2 separate regions of the Astyanax mexicanus genome follow, and region 1 is linked to region 2. The links are chromatin contacts, called in public Hi-C maps. All regions are on one chromosome and are shown on one strand. Each heading gives the region's core, a stretch centred on a gene start, on an enhancer-like site or on the middle of the called end of the contact. The rest is flanking DNA. Distances are from core to core; before and after follow the strand shown. Region 1 overlaps pip4k2aa (phosphatidylinositol-5-phosphate 4-kinase, type II, alpha a). Region 2 holds the start of pip4k2aa (phosphatidylinositol-5-phosphate 4-kinase, type II, alpha a).

What was found. A called contact is a pair of places that touch in the nucleus more often than the background predicts.
Region 1: a Hi-C map of muscle shows a contact between it and region 2, with 14 times the contacts expected there. The contact joins the enhancer-like site here to the promoter of pip4k2aa in region 2. A contact is called at or near these places in 3 of 3 Hi-C or Micro-C datasets (blood and muscle).

What each region holds. Positions count from the first base shown.
Region 1 is chr1:92,222,380-92,227,046 of AstMex3_surface, forward strand. All of the region lies in intron 6 of pip4k2aa (phosphatidylinositol-5-phosphate 4-kinase, type II, alpha a), which reads left to right. Among protein-coding and RNA genes, the nearest start is that of skida1, 24 kb to the right of the region's middle. Within about 2 kb of position 2,727, the one cell type or tissue checked has an H3K27ac peak away from gene starts, as active enhancers do.
Region 2 is chr1:92,183,915-92,188,003 of AstMex3_surface, forward strand. pip4k2aa (phosphatidylinositol-5-phosphate 4-kinase, type II, alpha a) reads left to right here and starts at 2,479. Exons shown (of 10, transcript XM_022683557.2): 1 at 2,479-3,496. The coding sequence starts at 3,356.

The DNA.
Region 1 (4,667 bases), core at 1,477-3,976, 39 kb after region 2:
TAAGGCTTAGGGTGAGAATTGGAACTGTGCCATACTTTGTATCATTAAAGCCAGTGTATGAAGTCTTTAAGGTTCTTTCAAGAGTCATCATTTAAATGTCAGAACATTAGCTTACACTTCCTGACATAAAGTATAGTTATCATGTTTAAATTTCCTTCCTTCTTTCCCCTTCAAACAAAAGAGTTGTTTTCCACTGAGAGGTCACAAAGTGATTACCAATGCCCCTAAAAACAGATTCTTGGCAGCTAGATTTGTTGATTATGGCACTTGTGTAGGAAGCAGTGGGTCATCTTGCTTCATTTGGGAGTGTACCTGTAGTTTGTTTCACTCTGAGTAAGCCATAGAAATTCGTGGTTTCCTGCCCAGCTCATTAATATTGTGAAACAGTGAAAGAAATGATACACTGTAAATGGAAAAAATTATCTTACTTGCAAAGACGCTGGTACCTTTATCTTTAAGGTTTTTATTGTAGCTTTGCTGATTAAGTTCCTAGTGTTGTTTTTAGTCTTGCTTTTTAAATGCAGTTTCTCTGGTATGTAGAAGTGGAACATGTTTGGGGTAAAGTTCTTCAGAGCATACCTATGCATCCTGTTTTCTTGCATAACGCTGGATACGCAGAAGAAGCGTCTCATATGAGGTTGGCATATTTTATCTCTGTTCAGATAGCGTGGTAGTGGAGCAAGCCAACAGATGGTTTCATAAGATTGCTTCACACATTGGTGCTGTGGGAGTGGTTTTTGACACGTTTCAAGCTGCCAGGACCTACAGTTAAGGTGTGTTACGCTTCTGGGAGGAGAATAAACAGGATGGATCCAGTGTAGTATAGCTGTGCCTGAATAAAGTAGAAGATAAAAAGCATCCCATCCCAAACAATTATCAGGAAACACTGAAAAATTTGAAAATTAAGCTTTTACAAAAGACACCAGAGGAGAGCTAAAAAAAAAAAAAAAGAATGCTGTTTATGTCAGGTGGAGTCTAGGTCTTGCCGTTGCAAAGCTGTATGGAGGCACTGTGGGAAAATATACATTTTAGTATTGGCTGATTAATGTATCTTTGTACACTTGTTAAACTAGAAAAGTGCAATTATTGGAGAAAACACAGGATGGTTGCACAGTTAAAATGGCTCCCGTTGTTTACTATGATGTTGCCAAAGTGGTTGCTAAGGTATCTGTAGTGGTTGCTATGTTGTTGCTAGGTGGTTGCTAAGGTGTTGCTATGGTATCTGTGGTAGAGCTACACTTGTTAAATAGCAAAGCATAGCATAGAATTTTTTTGGTACTGTGATGTAGCATATATGTTTAAAGTGTACATATGTGTAATATGTAAATAAAATGTGATTCACTAGAATGAATTAAGCCACTGCCATAAAGCCTCTGACACCTCAAGGTATGGCCAACACTAACTATTTTCTCTTTTGTGGAATTTGACCAGACAGGCTAGCTTTCGCGGCCCTTGCACATCAATGAACTTTGGGTGGCTATAACCACGTTTTTGATTCTCTGTAGGGCTGCAGCAATTAATCGACATGATCAACAATGTTGATGATAAACATTTGACTTTCTCAAAATATGAGTGTCGAATATTTGTTATTTAGTAATGCCACTGCATTACACAATGTGATGTGAACAGTAATGAAATTAGCGAAGGGTAAGGGCTGCTCACTTATTCAGTTCACACTTAGCTTATTGTCAAACAAAATGCTCCTTCAAAATGCTATGAAAAGCCACTGTTCATATTATGGTCCACCCCTGGCTTCCACCAGTGCAACTATGTAATAATAGATGCGCTGATGGTTTAAATATGGTTGCTATTTTACCCCCTACATGTACCCGTGCTGTAACTCAGCTGGTTGTGGCATGGATTTAGGCCCCAGGTGGTCAGAGGTGGTGTGAGTTCAGCAGACTCCTATTTTAATCCCGTCATTCCCCTCAACCCCGTCCACCCCCCACACACAGTCCGTCTAATCCCTGTGCTGTCCTTAACTTCTCTCCAAGCTGTACAAAGCCTTCAGTGTTGCCAAAACTCCTACTCAAGACTGATCAGACACTCGCTTGCTCTCTCTCTCTCACATGCAGCCATGCACATCCAACTCAGCTCAGTTCACAGTACATGCACTCAACAGTTGGCATACTAACCATGTTTTATTTTTTAAAATAGCCTGTTAATGTAAAGGTATTTTCTTGATCAAACCACAGTAAAAAAAAAAAATCATATTGGATATTATCTCAGAGTAGCATTATTGATTCAGATGTTCTTAGAACTTCATAATAAAACTTTATTCTTGAAATTAGAACTTAATTAAGAATATTAATGTTATTTGAACTTTTTTATATCATTTTGTATATTAATGTTATTAAACATGCAGTAAACTGCCGATTCAATAAAAAAAAAATAAGTTTTCTTTTTTTCATTTGTTTCTTTCATATGATTATTCAAGCACTAATACCAGCCCCTGGTTTGGCACAGGTTTCCATATTTTTGTATTGTAAACGTGATTTAATCTATGTCCCTGACTTGTATAATCATTAGCAGGTACGAATGTTTGACTCAGGTCTTTGGTTTGTTACTGTGTATTTCTTTTCTCCTCGTTTTTACCCCTGCTCTTAGCCATGTGCAACTGGTTTCTGACAGGTCTTGTGTTTGTTCTCACCTGCCGTATGTCTCGCACTGCTGTTACTTCACAGCGGCTGCCAAAGGTGGCTTTGGATGTGGCAGACTCTGCTTGGCACGCTCGCGTCCCGTCACTGTCAGCGCGGCACGAGGAGGATTAGACTCTGTTCTTCCTCCTCTGCAGGAGAATTCACTCTGATGGCTGTCATTTAAGCAGCTTGTCGACTGGCTCGTGTTTGATGAGGAGCAGAGAGGCTGCAGAGTTTAGGAGGAGTGCAGTCTGAAGTTGTGCTTGGAATAACTAACTGTGTGTGCGTGCTCATGTAGAATGCAGAGGATTTTTGGAAATTTTTGTGTAAAGAAATAGACTGTTTGGTTTTCTAATTAAATGTAGAGGCTGACTTTGTTCTTATCTTAGTCTATGGCCCAATCCCACTTCTCTACCTTTAGTCTAACCCATCCTCTTAGAACAGAGTCCCCCTAAGAATTGGTCAACCCTTCATGCACCCTAAACAGATATATATATATATCAGCGGAGGGCTAAAGTTTAGCAACTGCTGGTGTTACACATTAAACTATGGGGATATAGTGGTTATCATATATATTTTTTTTCATCAGAGATGGGTGATATGGCCAAAAATTCCAATCGTAGTACGCCATTTTGTCTGGAACAAATGACACCACTATTATTTGGGGTCTGAAATCTGATAAATGCTCTAAATGACTATTTTTATTTGGAATTTGGGGTTAAATGTTCTCCGGAGAATTAAGCAACAATATATATTGTAAATAACAATGTATACCTATAAATAATAAAATCAGAGAAACTGATTCAGAAACTGTATAAATTTTATTTTGCAAGACGATTGCAAGATGATTTGAATTATCAGAGTTTGAGTGAGGCCTGATAGTGGGCTTCAGATTGAGCATTTAACATTCCTCAGTGCAACATGTGCAACAGTCTAGTCTGGTATGTCATGATACTGATGATATCCATGATAATGTTATGATATAGTTGATCAGTGTAATGACTTTTAGCCTTAATTTAAACTCTATAGGACAAAACAAAAAGTTTAGGAATTATGTTAATATGGATAGACCCCTTTAAATATTGACTATCAATGGAAGATCTCTGGTGTAATCCCCAGTGATGCCACAGCAATCCATTGCCAGGAGTCCCAGGAAGTATAATCGGCCTTGCACTCTATCTTTCTCTCTCTTGGTGGGTCAGATAACCCTCCTTCTCTCCATTACTCAGCATGATGCTAGTCAGTACAGGCATCTGTTACCTGGTGTAACATAATTAGCTCTTAGCATTCGTTTCTAAGCATGTCTGGCTGTCCAATGGTATTGCATTGGTTGCAGTGACTTGCTTCATATGACTTGAAAAAAGCCTGTACTTGTCTTGACCTGTCCAGCGTTGGTTATTTAAAAGCTTAGAAACTGATATCCTTATGAAGCTGTCTGGGCTGTACCTTAAAGTCAGTCTGAAATCATGTCCTGGCTCCTACACTGGCAGGCAAAAACAATTGCTAAAAATATCTTTTTTTTTAATTGTCACTGACACAAAAATTAAATAACAAAATACTAATATAATAAATATACAGATGACTACAAGTATTTAGCACTGTACCTTCTTACTGACCTATTTTTGTAACTCGTTCCTAAATGACTGCTCTAAATAAACTGCTTCCCACACATTCTTCACACAAGTCCTGTAGAGATTGTTTGTCTTCTCCACACATTTCCCAACACAGTCCCACCAGCTTTTAATGAGTTTTAAATATGCTGGTTACAGCATCGTGGAATCACCTGAGCTTTCTCACTGCTCAGCCCACTCTATTACTGAATGCGCTGTGTGGGGTTTCACATTGTCTTTTTGGAAAATAAAATCATCTTTATTGGAAAGAAAGAAGAGATGGATCCTATTAACACATCCAGCGCAATTGATCAACACCAGTTTAACAAGCATGATTAATAATGTTCCATTAAATCTGGGAATTCCCAGACCTGTTTATGTTGTGATGTGTTGTTTTTTTGCGTGAGGTTAAACACTG
Region 2 (4,089 bases), core at 1,229-3,728:
ATATATATATATATATATATATATATATATTACTTTTTAAAGTTTTCACTTTATTTGTTTTCATTGACTTGATCTGAAGAGCCTAAATTGCAATTATAAAGTTGATCTATTTTTTGCCCACACACAAAATATATGTATAGTATACATACTATTTATTTGTACGCATTACAAATAAATGCATTCATAGACATATGGAGCAAATGCAAACAAATCATCACTTCATCACTGCAGTACTAGACAAACAAACCGAGACTGACATTTAGATTCATTTCCCCTAATCAAGCACCATCAGATAAATAAACCAACAATGAATTACGTTATTTCCCTGACAATAAATAATGTATTTTTCTACATTACTGCATCATTTCACCGTGTGCAGAACCATCAGTCTTTTTTCTGCTTTTTCAATGGGCTTTTTCCTTTTGAGCTGTATGCCTTCAGTGAGTCATGGATTTACATTGTTATGCTTCACAATTGCTTCAGTGGTGTTTTTCTAACCACATTCACTTCAAAGACACTGTAATCTAAAAGACCATATGTTATTATAGATACCTTTATTTTATACTCTTTTATTATATTATAAACAGAATACCACAATGTATCTGTGCTCTCTATGTACACAGGGTTGGGAGATCCAGAAAATAGGTCTGCAAAATGCAAAATATTACTGACTTCAAAAGCTAAATATTACTACATCTTGTGTTATTTATTTTATATTATGTTTATTTTTTACCAAACTAAAATGTGCTTATTTTATAGGCTTAAAATTTATTATTATTATGATTGTTGTTGCTCATGTTTGCAGTAGTAGTTTAAGCAGTAGTAGTATCACTAGGTTTTGTTTTGTTATATTACTGGAACCACAAGACTGGTATTTCTTGTTATTGTACCAATGATAACCTGACATATATATTTTTTTAATATTGCAATAAAAATAACAACATAATGTACAATACAAGTTTGGGACATCACACATTTAAACAAGCAAATGTGCACTTTGAAAAAGGGGGAATTATAAGGAAGTTAATTAAAAGGGTTAAAAAATAGTTTAAAAATATGCAGGCCAACTTTCCAAGACTGGACATATTTGTAACTTAAAATATTTTAGAGAACTAAAGTCATCAATGTCACCAAAAGAGGGCAAAACTAAGTTACAGCTGGTTCTTCTTTTCTGCTGCTGTCAGACGTTCAACAACCGTGGTTTCCAGTAGACCACACACACATACAGTTTACACATTTACAGAATACAATGTCTTAATTTGATCAATTTAATGTCTAAACATGCCATTACAATGTGCAAGGTACAAAATCCCAGCGTACAAAAAATTGCAATAAACTTCCTGGGTCTTTAAAAAAACAAATGACCTAAAAATTGGAAAAAAAATAAATTTCAGCATTGTAAAAAAATTTGTACATTGAAAACAAAATAAATAAAAAAAACAGTATATTGTTCATTGTTTAAAAAAAGGATGGGGGGATGTTTAGCAAACAATGCATTGATTAACAGCTTACAGCTGGGAGGTAGCAATGGAAATAAACTGATCTTTGAAATTAGATAAAAAAAAAAGAATTTACAAAGCCGTTGTTTGTAGTGAAGGAACTGTACTGGACCAGAATGTGTGTACTGGACCAGAGTCTCTACTGCAGCATTTACACACTTACACACAGCACATTTGGACTTTTATCATAATAAATAGACAAATACAGAAACACAGAAAACTCTATAACTATTAAAAATAGAAGTATTTCCTTCAGAGAAAATACATTGAGTAATGTTTCCTACACCTTTAAAAGACTCTTGGAAACTAGAAAAAAAATTGGTATTGGTAAAAATTGACCCACATGGCAAATATGTCTGAGTTTCAGCAGTAATGAGAAGAATTAGAGGTCTGACAGGTGAAGTGCAGTAATAAGGTCATTGCTAAGATGAAAAAAACAGCATGTCTTGGCCATACAGCACTGCTACTGAACAACTAAAAAATCAAGATCAAGTGAAGTCAAATAGTTTTGCTGTCAATGCTGCATATTTACAGGACATACATAGGATTTAAATTGTGCTACTTTCTGTCCGAAAGTTACAGCAAAATAAAATGATAAATAATTAAAGAATGAGAGACAATAAATTTATAATACTGCATGGTCACAGATATAGACATACGTGTGACTAGAGACACAAGATAATAGTGCAATAGTGATAGGGGGATTAAAGAGGCAATGACAGCATACTAGTATAAACAGAGCCCGTATAAACAGTAAGGCAAATATAGAAGAATGAAAGCATAAGGCTGGTAAGTCCTTTAAGTGTCACAGTTAAGGGGGGGCGGGGGGGGCAGTGGGTAGAGGTATTGTAAAACGTGAGAGCTGTAATATGTATCAGTCTGAGAACAGCGCTGATCTAAATAACAGCGTGTATGTATAAGAATATACTGGAGCCCAGCATTGACCTGACAGTTGTTATATCGCCGCCCCTGCTGCGGTCGGTAGGGGGCAGCACTGAGCGGGGCCGGAACCCCAGCTAGCTCACAGCAGCTAAACACGAACAGATTTTATATTTGAGCTGTGTAGCGTCACGTACGTTTAAATCGATTTATTCCGCGTTTTACACTTCTGCAGCACCGCTGCGCTGTAAAGGGAGACAGGCGGGTTAGAGAGGGAGGAGCGGCCGCGCTTTTAGACGAAATCCAGCAGCTCTCCGCTGCTCTTTAGCCTGTTAGCCTGTCACCGCTGACTGCTGCTCTGCTGCTGCTGCTGGGGTGACGCTAGCTAGCGGAGGTGCTAGCTGGCTAACGGCGCTAGCGCCGGGTGGGACCGCTGGTACGGCTTAGTTTGGACCCGCGGGTTTCTGGTTTTCGACTGCGGACACACGCTGGCACTCAACCTGAGCTGTAGCTCGCCTCTTATGGCGGAATTGCGGAGGTTGTCGGTTTAGCTAAGCTAGCGCTTATTTGGATGTTGTAGCTAGCCAGCGGGGCTAGCCAGCTAGCTCACTGCGCTGCTGGCCCACAGCTGGGGTGCGGACTGCGGGGGACGAGGGCTGGAGAGAGAGAGAGAGGGAGCTGTAGCTGTGTGTTCGTGCTTATTGCTCATGTATTTAATAACCGGCTAGTTAGTTAGCTAGTTATTTATTTAGATAGCATTCTTGTTTTTAATATATATAACCCAATCTAACGCTAGCTTACGTTAGGCGGTGAGTTGGCTTCGCCCAGCAATGCCAAGTGCCAATTAACTAACTATCTACTGAGAGGGCAGTCTGAGCTCCACTGGCTTTCTCTAGAGGACTTTGGCACAGTGTGGTTAGTTAGCTAACCAGCTTGCTAGTTTATTTATTGCAGGATTGAATAGCTAAAAAGCAAGGATGGCAACAGCTAGCAGCATAGCCGCCTCGATTGCGAGCAAAACAAAAACGAAGAAGAAGCACTTCGTGGCTCAGAAAGTCAAGCTGTTTCGTGCCAGCGACCCTCTGCTCAGTGTGCTGATGTGGGGAGTCAACCATTCGGTAAGTGGCGGTTTTATCATCAATTACACTCTTTTGGGTTGATTTGGAAAATATCCGAGCTGTCCAGCTCCCTCATGAACCCGACACGGACCGTGTGCTTTCTATTCTGGACACACAGTCAGGTTCATGAATCACACAGGGCTGCCCTCCTAATCCTTCCATCTGAGTTATGCTATAGCTATATTTTAATATCTGACAGCAGTCAACGAGCCGCTGGAGAAATAAAGGACACTGTGATGTTTTGTTGTTCTGCAAAATAGCCATATTGCTTACTGAAACGGGCAGTCCGGTGTTAATGAGGTGAAATTTGGAATTGATTGTGCTGAATTCACAGCAGCACACCGGTCTGGTTTATTGTGAGGGTTAAGGCTGTCACATACTGTAGGTGTCACGCGTGTGAGATTTTCGCTCGAGTAAATTTGTCTATAGCGGTCTGACTCATTGTATTGGATGTAGATACGCCATACAATTAAATAAATATAAATATAAGTAACATATATTAAATATAAGTAACACAGCTAGGTATCTATATAAGGAGGGAAAACGTGTAATAACCACAAAATGTAGTTTGTTGCCTGTGGGCAAACATTATG